Regions from separate parts of the Mus musculus genome. Here regions 2 and 3 are each linked to region 1. A link is a contact called in public Hi-C and HiChIP or PLAC-seq data. All regions are on one chromosome and are shown on one strand. The core of a region is the stretch at or near the end of the contact, and the rest is flanking DNA. Distances in the headings are between cores, read along the strand shown. Region 1 overlaps Abca8a (ATP-binding cassette, sub-family A (ABC1), member 8a). Region 2 overlaps Abca8b (ATP-binding cassette, sub-family A (ABC1), member 8b). Region 3 holds the start of Abca8b (ATP-binding cassette, sub-family A (ABC1), member 8b).

The links. Hi-C and Micro-C count contacts between places; a contact is called where the count stands out from the background. HiChIP or PLAC-seq counts read pairs in DNA pulled down with a chosen protein or histone mark.
Region 2: an H3K27ac HiChIP or PLAC-seq map of hepatocytes shows a contact between it and region 1, with 3 times the contacts expected there. The contact joins two enhancer-like sites. A contact is called at or near these places in 6 of 484 Hi-C or Micro-C datasets (Th1 cells, embryonic stem cells, liver and 1 more), 2 of 115 datasets of contacts at active chromatin or transcription factors (extraembryonic endoderm stem cells and hepatocytes) and 4 of 9 other capture datasets (adipose tissue, embryonic stem cells, liver and 1 more).
Region 3: a contact with region 1 is called in a Hi-C map of liver, with 4 times the contacts expected there. The contact joins the promoter of Abca8b here to the enhancer-like site in region 1. A contact is called at or near these places in 2 of 39 promoter capture datasets (liver and macrophages), 2 of 484 Hi-C or Micro-C datasets (liver and muscle stem cells), 4 of 115 datasets of contacts at active chromatin or transcription factors (bone marrow-derived macrophages, extraembryonic endoderm stem cells, hepatocytes and 1 more) and 2 of 9 other capture datasets (adipose tissue and pancreatic islet).

What each region holds. Positions count from the first base shown.
Region 1 is chr11:110,058,035-110,061,902 of GRCm38.p6, reverse strand. It overlaps Abca8a (ATP-binding cassette, sub-family A (ABC1), member 8a), which reads left to right. Exons shown (of 39, transcript NM_153145.4): 20 at 1,857-2,023; 21 at 3,346-3,479. Among named protein-coding and RNA genes, the nearest start is that of Abca8a, 36 kb to the left of the region's middle. Within about 2 kb of position 1,597, at least 10 of the 459 cell types and tissues checked have an H3K27ac peak or open chromatin away from gene starts, as enhancers often do. A contact at or near this core is called in hepatocytes, liver and muscle stem cells, where this site is marked.
Region 2 is chr11:109,968,992-109,972,859 of GRCm38.p6, reverse strand. It overlaps Abca8b (ATP-binding cassette, sub-family A (ABC1), member 8b), which reads left to right. Exons shown (of 39, transcript NM_013851.3): 10 at 1,007-1,175; 11 at 2,984-3,042; 12 at 3,688-3,798. Among named protein-coding and RNA genes, the nearest start is that of Abca8b, 25 kb to the left of the region's middle. Within about 2 kb of position 2,154, at least 1 of the 459 cell types and tissues checked has an H3K27ac peak or open chromatin away from gene starts, as enhancers often do. A contact at or near this core is called in hepatocytes, where this site is marked.
Region 3 is chr11:109,993,690-109,997,557 of GRCm38.p6, reverse strand. Abca8b (ATP-binding cassette, sub-family A (ABC1), member 8b) reads left to right here and starts at 1,713. Exons shown (of 39, transcript NM_013851.3): 1 at 1,713-1,946.

The DNA.
Region 1 (3,868 bases), core at 348-2,847:
ATAACAACAGCCTGATTTTAGGCTGGCAGTATTTACAGTTTTAAAGCACCTCAAACAAGCAGAAAATACCTAAACTGGTCTTTTTTATGAATAGCAAATACTAATACCTATCTCCCTTTACAATATTATTTCATCATCTATGTTATAAGACAGAAAATGTTTATTTTGGTCAATCTTCCTAATTTAGTGGGGTCTAGTCTTTCAGGGGTGTTCCTTGTATGATTCCCTATCTCTAAACTAAAATTTCAGAGAGATCTAAGCATATTATAAAAGGGAGCCTAGACTCTGTTGCTAATTATCCTAGTCAGTAAGGGTTTACCTTTTACCAATTATACTGTTTGAGCTTGCTTAAGGGCAGATACCCGAAGAGGATTCCTGGGCTTGTGGTCTCCTTTACAACTTCCTAGCTTTTGTTTATCCTAGCTTATTGCAATCTCTAGGGCACAAGGAAGTTTTCCAAATAGAGGCCAGATAAAGCAGAGGTGAGTTTAGGACTTTCCTTAAAAAAGACTCAGAAATCATTTTCTCAGGAAAAGACATACAATGAGTCATAATGCAGAGTTTCCACAAATGTAACACACAGAGACAAGAACCCAGAAGTGAGAGACAGAAGGACAGCCATCACAGCATTCAGCCCAGCTTTGCTGGAACTGTGTCAAACAGCTGTGCTGACTTCACAACGTTTGCGTTTCCCAGTGGCTGTGGCCGTGCCACCCATGCTTGGAAGGAAATAAGGATGAGGTTTCCGCATTAGTGCTGAAGTGCTGGGATCCAAGTTTTAAACTTTTCAAATGGGAATCAAAGGAAAGGAAAACACAAAAATAAGTAATGGCTTATGTCAGTGAGGCTTAAGAAACTGTTACTATGTCCAATTTTCTGATGAACCGCCAGACTGACTTCCAGAGTGGTTGTACAAGCTTGCAATCCCACCAGCAATGGAGGCGTGTTCCTCTTTCTCCACATCCTCACCAGCATCTGCTGTCACCTGAATTTTTGATCTTAGCCATTCTGACTGGTGTGAGATGGAATCTCAGGGCTGTTTTGATTTGCATTTCCCTGATGATTAAGGATGTTGAACATTTTTTCAAGTGCTTCTCAGCCATTCAGTATTCCTCAGGTGAGAATTCTTTGTTTAGCTCTGTACTCCATTTTTTAATGGGCTTATTTGGATTTCTGGAGTTCAGCTTCTTGAGCTCTTTGTATATATTGGATATTAGTCCCCTATCAGATTTAGGATTGGTAAAAAAAATCCTTTCCCAATCTGTTGGTGGCCTTTTTGTCTTATTGACAGTGTCTTTTGCCTTACAGAAGCTTTGCAATTTTATGAGGTCCCATTTGTCAGTTCTTGATCTTACAGCACAAGCCATGGAAGGGGGAGGGTATAGGGAATTTTTGGGATAGTATTTGAAATGTAAATAAAGAAAATACCTAATTAAAAAAAAAAAGAAAAAGAAACTGTTACCATGAGCAAAACTAGAGACAATGGTTAGGAGAGCAGAGAGCAAAGAGCAAAGAGCAACTCGTGAGTCTGGGGAGTGGTGCACTGTGCAGCAGAGAGGGAACAGTAGGATAAACACAGAGAAAACAAGGCTAGAGCTCAACTTGCCATGTAAGGACATTGCACAAGCTGTCCCATGATCAGAGGGCATCAAGCGAAGTGTGCTGATGGGGAATCCTTGGTTTTTGCTCCCACTTTAAAGACAAGGAATAATTTAAGAACCAAGACAAAGGACCACACATATGAATGTCTGTCTCTAATAATGCCTTGCTTGTAGTATATCCATGCCTTTGAAAGAATGCTCTGAAGACTGGACAATGGCTAGAGCTCTACGCTGTCAATTATTTTTTCTGTTTAGGATTCTGGTTTTGGGGATTGGACTTCTGCATATTTTGTCAGCAAATATTTACAGGATGGTCCGTCAAAGTGACTACTGTTGGGAGCTTGCCCCTCATATGTACTTCCTCACACCAGGCCAGCAACCACAGCCGCCCCTCACGAACTTACTGATCGTCAACAAAACAGGTAAACATGTTGCTAAACATGTGGTTTATGAATATTGTCACTGCTCAGAACATTGCTTAGGAAAGACACACATGACAGAAAGACGAATGTGCTTACATCCAGTTTAGGAAGCTCTATCTTAATTGAAACAACGAAGCCAAAAATATATGATAAAGGAGATATGTTTTATATCAGCACACATTAAAAAATTAAGGGTTATATAGAAATGTTGTGAAAATTGAATGTCACAATGATTATAAAGAGAGACTTGATAGTTGGGAAGAGGAGCACGTTGGTAGGCATACCTTTTAAATTTAAAAACATTTAAATTACATGATTACTATTGCTCCCATCAGTTCAACGGAATACGTTGTTTGATTCTAACAAGTTTTAGTCTAAAAGTCACAAGGTGTTAACAAAAGTTGTTTTTAATTATCAGAATTATTTTTAACTAGAAGAGATCATGAGCACATGAGAATTATTATCTTTATCAAACCATATTTAGATAGTCTATAAAAGAACAATTGAAGACTCAGCAAGAATTTTAATGGGTCAAGCACTTGGGGTGCAAGCATTGAGGACAGAGTTCAGATCCCCAGAGCCCACATAAAGATTTGTTGGTATGACCGACTTCTCTTCATGCAGCATCATATCTGTAAGCTAAAGTAAACACATACCCGCCCCGACATGTGCAAGTTGCTTTTGGTCCTGGTGTTTTATCATAGCAGTACAAAAATAGCTAAGATCCCATGATTCATTGGATGCCCCCATACCAGTTCTCATATGGGCAGCACTAACTGTACTCAATGGATTATAAAGAAACAAAGTCCAGAACTGGGGAAGGTGTCAAGGTAGGAGGTGTGGCTGATAGAAGTTAGGAGAAGCAGTGGTGAGTGGAAATATGACCAAGGCAGATTCTATGCATATTTGAAATTCTTAAATAACTAATAAAAATGCGGGCTTAAAAAAAGCTTAGTGAATATGGAGACCTATGTGTAATCCTAGAAATGGGTACTCAGAGCAGCTGGCCAAATAGACTGAGTTGGTGAGCTCTAGCCTAAGGGAAAAACCCTGGTTCAATATGTACAGTGAAGAGTGATGACAGAGATCTTTGGCCTCCACATGCTTGTGTATGCATGTGCTCTTGCACGAATAATAGCATGCGCACATGCACATAAATAAAAAAGGGAACAAAAGGTATTTGTTCAGAAAAGAAATATATGGAGAATTAAAATCCATACTATTGCATGCTGTAACAATCAAATGACTGTGAAGAGTCATTTTGATACATAATTTTGTAGTGTTCTTTTGGATTTATAGTGCCTTTTACATTTTACTACTAGGAGCAAAAATCGATGACTTTATACATTCACTGGAACAACAGAACATAGCTTTGGAAGTTGATGCCTTTGGGACTAGAAATGGCACCGAGGACAGTCAGTATAATGGAGCTATCATCCTATCAGGTGACGAGAAGGTACGTGCATCCCCAGGGCACAGAGCTATGGCTATTATAGGGCAATCTGATGAAAAATGGCATCTGAGATATTGTATACAAATAACATATCTGTGTATATATTTTGTATTTGAGGAGAGAATTTGGGCTAAAATTATTCCATTTAAACTTTAAATTTACTTAAGAGAATGCATTAAGATTCCTACTTTCATTCATTATTCATAGAATTGTATTCATGAGTTTAATATAGTAAAGTTACATTCACCATTAGCTCGTTGTATAATTATTACTTGAGTTTGATTCCTGGAGCCCATGTGGTGGAAAAAGAGAACTGACTCCTGCAACTTGTTCTCTGACTGTCACACATGCAGAATGAACATGTATTTACATGCACACACACACATGCACAC
Region 2 (3,868 bases), core at 905-3,404, 90 kb after region 1:
TCATGCTCTCAGAAGGCTCCTGGGTTTTTTTTGTTTTTTGTTTTTTGGGTTTTTTCTTCAATATTTTTTCTAGACATTATTCACATGTTCAGTTTTTCTGCTTTAAAACCACCTTTATTAACATAACAAGAAATTGTTCTTTCATCCCAAGTCGTCTAATTCTTTGGCTTCTGCCTACCACTCTTTCACAAAGCATAAATATAAGACTAGAAATGACTTCATTCACATTTTTTAAAAGAAAGTAAAAATGAATCACAGAAGAATAAAGCTAATCCTGTGAAATGCTGAAATCCCACAACAGTCCGGGTAGGAAACAGGTGCGGGCTGAAAAAAATCAAACTTCCAGTTCCACAGAGAGCTCAGCACTTACTGTGTGAATGAAGCCCCGCCCATGTGACGAGTGTGCCTGAGCTCTAAAATTCCCCATTCTGGCAGGGAAGGTCAGTTGCAGCATATTAGAGAACCATGTCCTCTCCTTCAAAGAACATCCAAAACTACGGAAGGGAAGCAATGATAACACTCAAGTGGGCTAATATCCACCAAGATGCTTGTGATGAACGCATTCCCAAACGAGCCCCCAAAGCTCCTCCTTTACTACAAACGTGCCTTTGGTTCCCCTAAGTCTTATTACATCTTCTTTCCAAGTATCTCATCTAGCCAGCCACTGCTTCTTGAGGTCTTCTTCCTATGCATAATATGACATTCGGACTTAAAACAGAATCCAGATGCCTAGCAGATCTTACCCTTTTAATCCCCAAATTAAAACTACTTCAAGTATAACTATCAGATTTACGAAATTCCTCCTTTTAGAAATACTTGCAGTGAACTTCTACTTATTACAATGGAGAGATCCTGGTAGGATTTTTCCTGATAAAGCTACAAAGTTGCTTCATGTGGACCATGTAGGTGTTCAGGCTTGGCCGAAAAGGGTGGCAGAGATGGGGGTGTGGCAGGAGTGGGATAATTGATGACTGACTCAATGTTCACTCATCTCTTGGGTCTCCAGATGAATACGGACATCAGCACTCTCCCCTGTTTTTCCTGAAATCTTCATTTTGGCTACAAACACGAAAGCCTGCTCATGTGATTCTTGAAGATGGAATAGACCCCGTTCCTTCATCAGGTGACTCGTTTGAACCGGTGTCCCCAGAATTCCACGGGAAAGAATCCATCAGGTAACAAGGATGAGAACAGAGACACCGCTAAGACAGAGGAAGTTCAAATTTTAGCATTGAAAGCAAGCAAAGCACTCGTTAGGGCCTCTAGATAGTCAGGGGTGTCTCCGCCCAGCGATCTACACTAACTTGCACTGGAAGGATAAAGAAAAACTCATTCAAGAGATCCTTTCTGTCTCTGTCTGTCTGTCTGTCTGTCTGTCTCCCTTCCTCCTTCCCTCCCTTCCTCTCTCACTTCCTCCCTCTTTCCCTCCCTCCCTCTTTCCCTCCCTCCCTCTTTCCCTCCCTCCCTCCTTCTCTCCCTCCTCTCAAAACTGGAACTCAAACCTCCGGCTTTGCACATGCTAGACACCACTATATCACTGAGATACATCCTCCACCCATTTTTAACTTTTTAATTCTTGAGACAGGGCTTCACTAAGTTGTCCTTGATTTTACTCTGTAGCCCAGGCAGGCTTTCAGCTTGCAACCCGACAGCTTCCACGTCCAAGATAGCTGGGGTAAGAGGTTTGCCCCATCAGCTTCAGGTCTAGTTACCACACACACACACACACACACACACACACACACTCACGTGCACACAAAGTAGGGAGGAAGGAAAAGGAGAAGCTGTAGAGACAGACACAAGAGGCACACAGGAAGCTGTGTCCCTCAGAGTGTGGCAGCACATTGTCTACTTCCCAATAAGAAAACAGGAGCAAGTCCTCAGGTTGCCAATGTCACCTCCCCCCGCCCCCCCCAGTGACATCTCCCACCAGCCCTTTGATGTCTCATCCCTTGACCCTCTGAGCTCCCAAAGCCCACTGCATTCTGTTCTCACCAGTGCCCTATGCTGCTATTTGTCCTGGAACCTAAGGAAGCCAAGAAAAACAACTTCCCCACAAAATTCGTTTCTTTATTTTCTTTTCTTGTGTATCTCTTCAGCACCACTTGCCAAGTGTGAGGACCTTGAACTGGCCCCATAGCGTGCTCAAAATAGAAACAGGGAAACAATTTGTTCAATGTGAATGAACTCTGTTTGATTGATAGTAGATGGGAAGATAAGAAATATAAATCTGATTCAGATTTGCGAACTCCACTCCCTGTGGATAATAAAGCGAAGTGCAATTCCAGATCTAGAGTATCACTCAGTGTGTAAACTTCACCCTGGCCATAATCACCATGGTCTCACCAGCATCTTCTATGCTTGTTGAATATTTACTGTGAACCAAGCACTTGCCACAGAACGAAAGCTCCATTTCCCAGCCCCAACACAGCCGAAGGCGCTCTGAAATGTCAGCTGGGGGAAAACCAAAGCTTACCTGAGCAAGCGGAAGGTAAGCGGTACAAATGGGATGAGCTCAGGTGGGCATGAGAGCGAAACTCGTGTCTCCGGTTCATGATCCATTGCTTCTCCACCTTACTCTACCTCTAAACACGTCTTTGGAGCTCTTCAGCCAAGATAACTACATACATCTCCAGCCTTGTGCAGGAGTGCCTGGTGGTTCTTTCATTGATGTACGCCCATGTCATCTCTCCTTCTAGGTTCTTGCTTTGCACTACAGAGATGATCTTGTTCTTATACACTAATGTCACCTCCCATCCCAATACATGCCACGTAGCTATCTGCAGTGAAACATAAGCACAGAGTTTACTACTCCCCTGGAGATGCTAATGGCCTAGAGATTGTGCCACATAGCCAAAGATGCCTAAGAGTGATGTGCCAACTCTTTCTGAACCCTGAAAATAAGATCCATCCATCTCATGAACCAAACCAGAAGGCCCAACTGAAGAACCGGTTGCCTAACCATGCTTTTTCTCTTTTGCAGAATCAGAAATATTTCAAAAGAATACAAAGGAAAGCCCAATAAAATAGAAGCCTTAAAAGGTAAACAACAACAGCAATAATAATATAGTGATAGACTTTTAAATTTAAACATAATTTATTTTACTTTTGATGAGTGGTTCTTGGTGATGTTTTAAATTTAAAATGTTATTTAATTTACATGATAAACTTTATCTTTCAGTACTTTAGTTCTATTTTATAAAACTTCTATAAAAGTTAGAATAAATGTGCTGAAATACAATGTATTTAAAACCTATACTGTGTGATACTGTGTTAGCCTAAGTAGATTTGGAGTCTTGCATCTACAAGGTCAAAGTTTTCTCTTGTACTTCAAAGTACTATGTGTTTTCTTTTTAAAATAAATAAATACTTGAAATTTTAAAAGAGTGCTTATCTTAAAGGACTAATGGCCATGTAGTATTTTATTATTAATTTATTCTTCCATTTGATATTAATAAATATTTTGCATATACAGGGCAACATCAAGGAACCTATGGCTGTAACACTTTTCAGTTATTTTAAATACCAAATTGCATTTTCACAAAGAATATTTTGAAAAAACTATTTATTCAAGGAGGTAAAATAATCTAATTGGCTCCATAGTGGAATTGTGTCATTTTTAGTTATTTTCTTGCTCCTACCTCCTTTTTTTATATCATCCATCTGTCCTTCTGTTTTCCCTTCCAGACCTGACGTTGGACATATATGAAGGCCAAATCACAGCAGTACTTGGTCACAGTGGAGCTGGGAAATCAACACTGTTAAATATTCTTAGCGGATTATCTGTTCCTACTAAAGGTAAGGATTCAGGTTGGTAAATAAATCAGCCACCAATATAGAATCCTTCTACTTATTAACAAACACAAAT
Region 3 (3,868 bases), core at 464-2,963, 64 kb after region 1:
GGATTGGGGACTGGAGAGGTGGCTCAGGGATAAAGAGCACAGTTGCTCTTGCAGAGGACCCAGATTCAGTTCCCATACGGTAATCTGCAATCTGTAACTCCAGTTCCAAGGGATTTGACTCAATTCTTAACCCCACGGACACAAGGTATGCACTTGATGTATGCGCATGCACAGACGTACAACCAAAACACCCAAACACATAAGATAAAATAAATAAACCTTTTTAAAATAAAAATTACGGTGATACATAGAGAAACCCTGTCTCTAAAACAAACAAACAACAACAAAAAAAAACAGTATAATGAATTTGTTTTTTAATTGTGTGAGAATTTCATACATGTATTACATTTACATAATTTCCCCTCTAATTTTTCCTGTGTGTCTACTCAATTCCCTCTCAAATTCATGGCATCTTAATTTCTATTGTACACACACATACACACACATACACACACACACACCCCTAATGTCTTTTAACATTGTTCATATGTACCCGTCTTTAGGGCTGACCACTTGGGATTGGATGAACTACAAGACTTTTTTCTGGAGAGCACTGGTTCTCCGTTCCTCACCAGTCATTGGTTGCCTATATCTCTTTATCTAGGAGTAGACCCTAGAAATTTTACCTCTTCCTGTTGGCATGTCAGCTGTGGTTGTCATTATGTAAGTTTCCTTTAGGCAGATATATTGTTGCAACCTCCCGGGAGCAGCAATCCTGTCTAGAAGATATTGTCCAGCAGCCATATAGCCTAGTCCTCTGATTCACATCCCTTCTTCCAGGATGTTCCCTGAACTTATATTATGGGTGTACATAATGTGTTGGGTCTGGGTACCTCTTGGCGACCAGTTATGGATCCTTGTAGTAGCCTCAGTTAGATGCAAAAGGAAGCTTCTTGAAGAAGCATGAGAACTACATTCAACTGTAGGCATAAGAAGTATTTAAAATGCAGTTAGAAATTATATTGCTTAAGAAAAATAGCAGTGGTACATTCTCCTCTAGGGTCTATGACCGCTACATCCACAGAGAGTTGACTAGGTTTAGAATATCAAACACAATTTCCTTCTGATTGAGAAGGCTTGGTGTTCAATTATATAGCTGTTGGATACCCCCAAGGTAAATAATGCCACAGTTACACCAGTCAGAAAAATAATAGCATGGTACACAGTAATATATAATTAAAATAATATATAATAAAATAGCATATTCATAATCCATGATTAGTGTTTATTAAGCAAATGGCAATCAAGCTGCAAAAATAACAGAAATATGGACAGCACTTGATGAAGACCCTTGATGTCTATCTCTTTCCTCCAGGAGCAGAAGGGACATACAAGATAATTGTCTCCAGTATCTAGAATGAAGACCCTAAAACCTACTCCATAAATCAACAGTCAAGACTAAAGCTCAGCGGGAACTGGAAAAAAATCACCAGAGAACTAAATGAAAGCAAAACTGAGAAATAAGAATGAAAATCCTGAGTGAAGAAGTCAGAAGCCCAGGGCTGTGGGTGGAGAGAAAGCTTTCCTCCGATAACACAGCTCTCTGATTTACCACCTTCCAGTTTAAAAGCAACGCATTAAATGTTGCTCTCCAGCTTAGGCATCCTGCAAGCTTGGGAATATTGAATTTCCTCCGTTATACAGCCACATGGCCAGGTGACCAAATATAACTGGCACCGCCCTGCGGGGGCTGGCTGCACAGCGGTAAAAGAGGAGCAGCCATGCGCGGTCACGTGTCCGTGGTGTTTGGCAAGACCAACCCAGAGCTGAGATCATAAACTCCCGCTGAGAGCAGCTTTCACCAGTCGCGTTCACGGACAGCAAACAGTTAAACTCTAGAAAGGTGCTGGAGAATAGGGGGAGGGGAAGGTGTCTCACTTTATTATTCTAAACAGAGCCCGTGATTAAATGGTGCGGCTGGAGTCCCTGCTTGGCATTTCCCGAAAGTAAGTTTCTGAGATTTTGTTTTCCTTATCAGGTTTATTTGTTTGGGCATCGGGATTATTATTGTTGTTGTTATAATAAAAAAATGAACCGTTTTATGAGCTGAATGCTAACCATCTGTGTCAAAGTTGGTTTTTTAAAAATCAGTGGGCTATTCTGAAATGTTTTGGTGTCTGGTGTGTAATATTAAATAGAGCAAGGTATTCAATTAAAATATATACCTTTATATCATGATGTTCTGCTGAGCCATAAAATGAGTGTGCGAATGAGCTGAAATTGGCCAACAGACTGACTGTCAAGCTGAGACACTTCAGGATTGAGTGGGAAGCTTGTACTGCCTCTGGAGTTATTTGCTTTGATGATGTAATTTGGCAATCTGGGGTTAACTTTTCTGAGACTGCTTCCGGAGAGGGTTCACAGAACACTTGATGAATAGCAAGCTGTGACTGTTCTTGGATCTCTGGCTGTTCTGACACCGTGGGGGAAATGAGAATGTGAAATGTGCAGGGCTCTCCTGTCTCACAGCCTAACTTTGAATGTTCATCCTTCAGCACAGAAGTGTCAGCCTCCCAGGGCAACAGGGGAGGAGAAACACTTAGTCTCTCGCCCTCTGTCTCTGTCTGTCTCTGTCTCTGTCTCTGTCTCTGTCTCTGTCTCTGTCTCTGTCTCTGTCTGTCTGTCTGTCTGTCTGTCTCTCCCTCCCTTCCCCTTTCTCCTCCTCCCCCCCCCCCCCCCACTTAAACATTTTGGATATTATTTATGCCACAGATAAGGAGGGTTCATGTCTTCAGTATTTTTACAAATCGCAGAACACACACACCAGGAGTGGACAGACAAGGAGGCGATTTTAATTTACAAATAAAATCAGAGAAGTTGCAGACAAGAGTGCAGTTGCCTGCAGGGCTGTGCCTGATTCTGTATTGAGATCTCTACTCAGACAACTCTGCCACCCCAACAGACTACACAGTCCCCTCAGAAGTTGTTCCCTCTGGATTATCCGGACTGAGAACAACTCATGAGGCACCTTAGCGGCCCCTCAGTGGGCACTCCAACCTGATGCAGCTCCACTCTTGGCATCCATTCCTTCCTTCTCTCTTTCCATGAGTTGTCTCCTTTCTTTTCTTGCCTGTCTGCCTTGCCTGGGACCTCCTTTAACAGCCCTATGCAGGTTCCTCCTGTGGCAATAGCCCCTGAGCCTGCTTCAGCCATTGTGTCTCCCATTAGACTGGCCAGGACTTATCACCTGAGCTTCGACTCTAGAGAATCCACGAGAGTGAGCTCTCTGTGTGTGGTAAACATGAGGAGCACTTCTGGTAAGGACCCACCAGCTTGTTGCTGTGGATCATCGTGTGGGGTTCATCCCTAGCACTCGCTTCAGTTCTTAGGACTTAGAACCAATTTTATGGTATTCACCATGGAGCTACTGACTTTGTGGTCAAAAGCCCGGGCCATTCACGCCCCTGGCTTCCCAGAAATCTGATAAGCATGGGATTCTGGGGAGCCTTCCCTTTCATGATTCAGCTTAGGTATCCAGTGTCCTCCCTCAGGAAAAAAAAAATGCTTTTGAAGAGCATTTACATCCCTTAGTTTGCAGAAGAGGTTTCACCAGAGCATGTTTGCATAGTATTGATTGTTGAAGTTGTAGCAGGAGGTGGTGTTATTATGCACTAAAACATCTTCTGCAGGAAATTTTACATTCCCATTTAATTATTTATATATATATATATATATATATATATATATATATATATATATGCAAATCCCCTTATCAAATCACCCACTGATATTTACACACAAACACACCTGCCCACCCCCTCTCCTATAGATGATCTTCCCTCTCTTCCTTCGGTGTTGAATTAGCTAAAGCTGTGGTTTGCTGCACACCTGTGGGAAAGTTTGTTCTGTTCTGCTAAGTAGTCTCTAT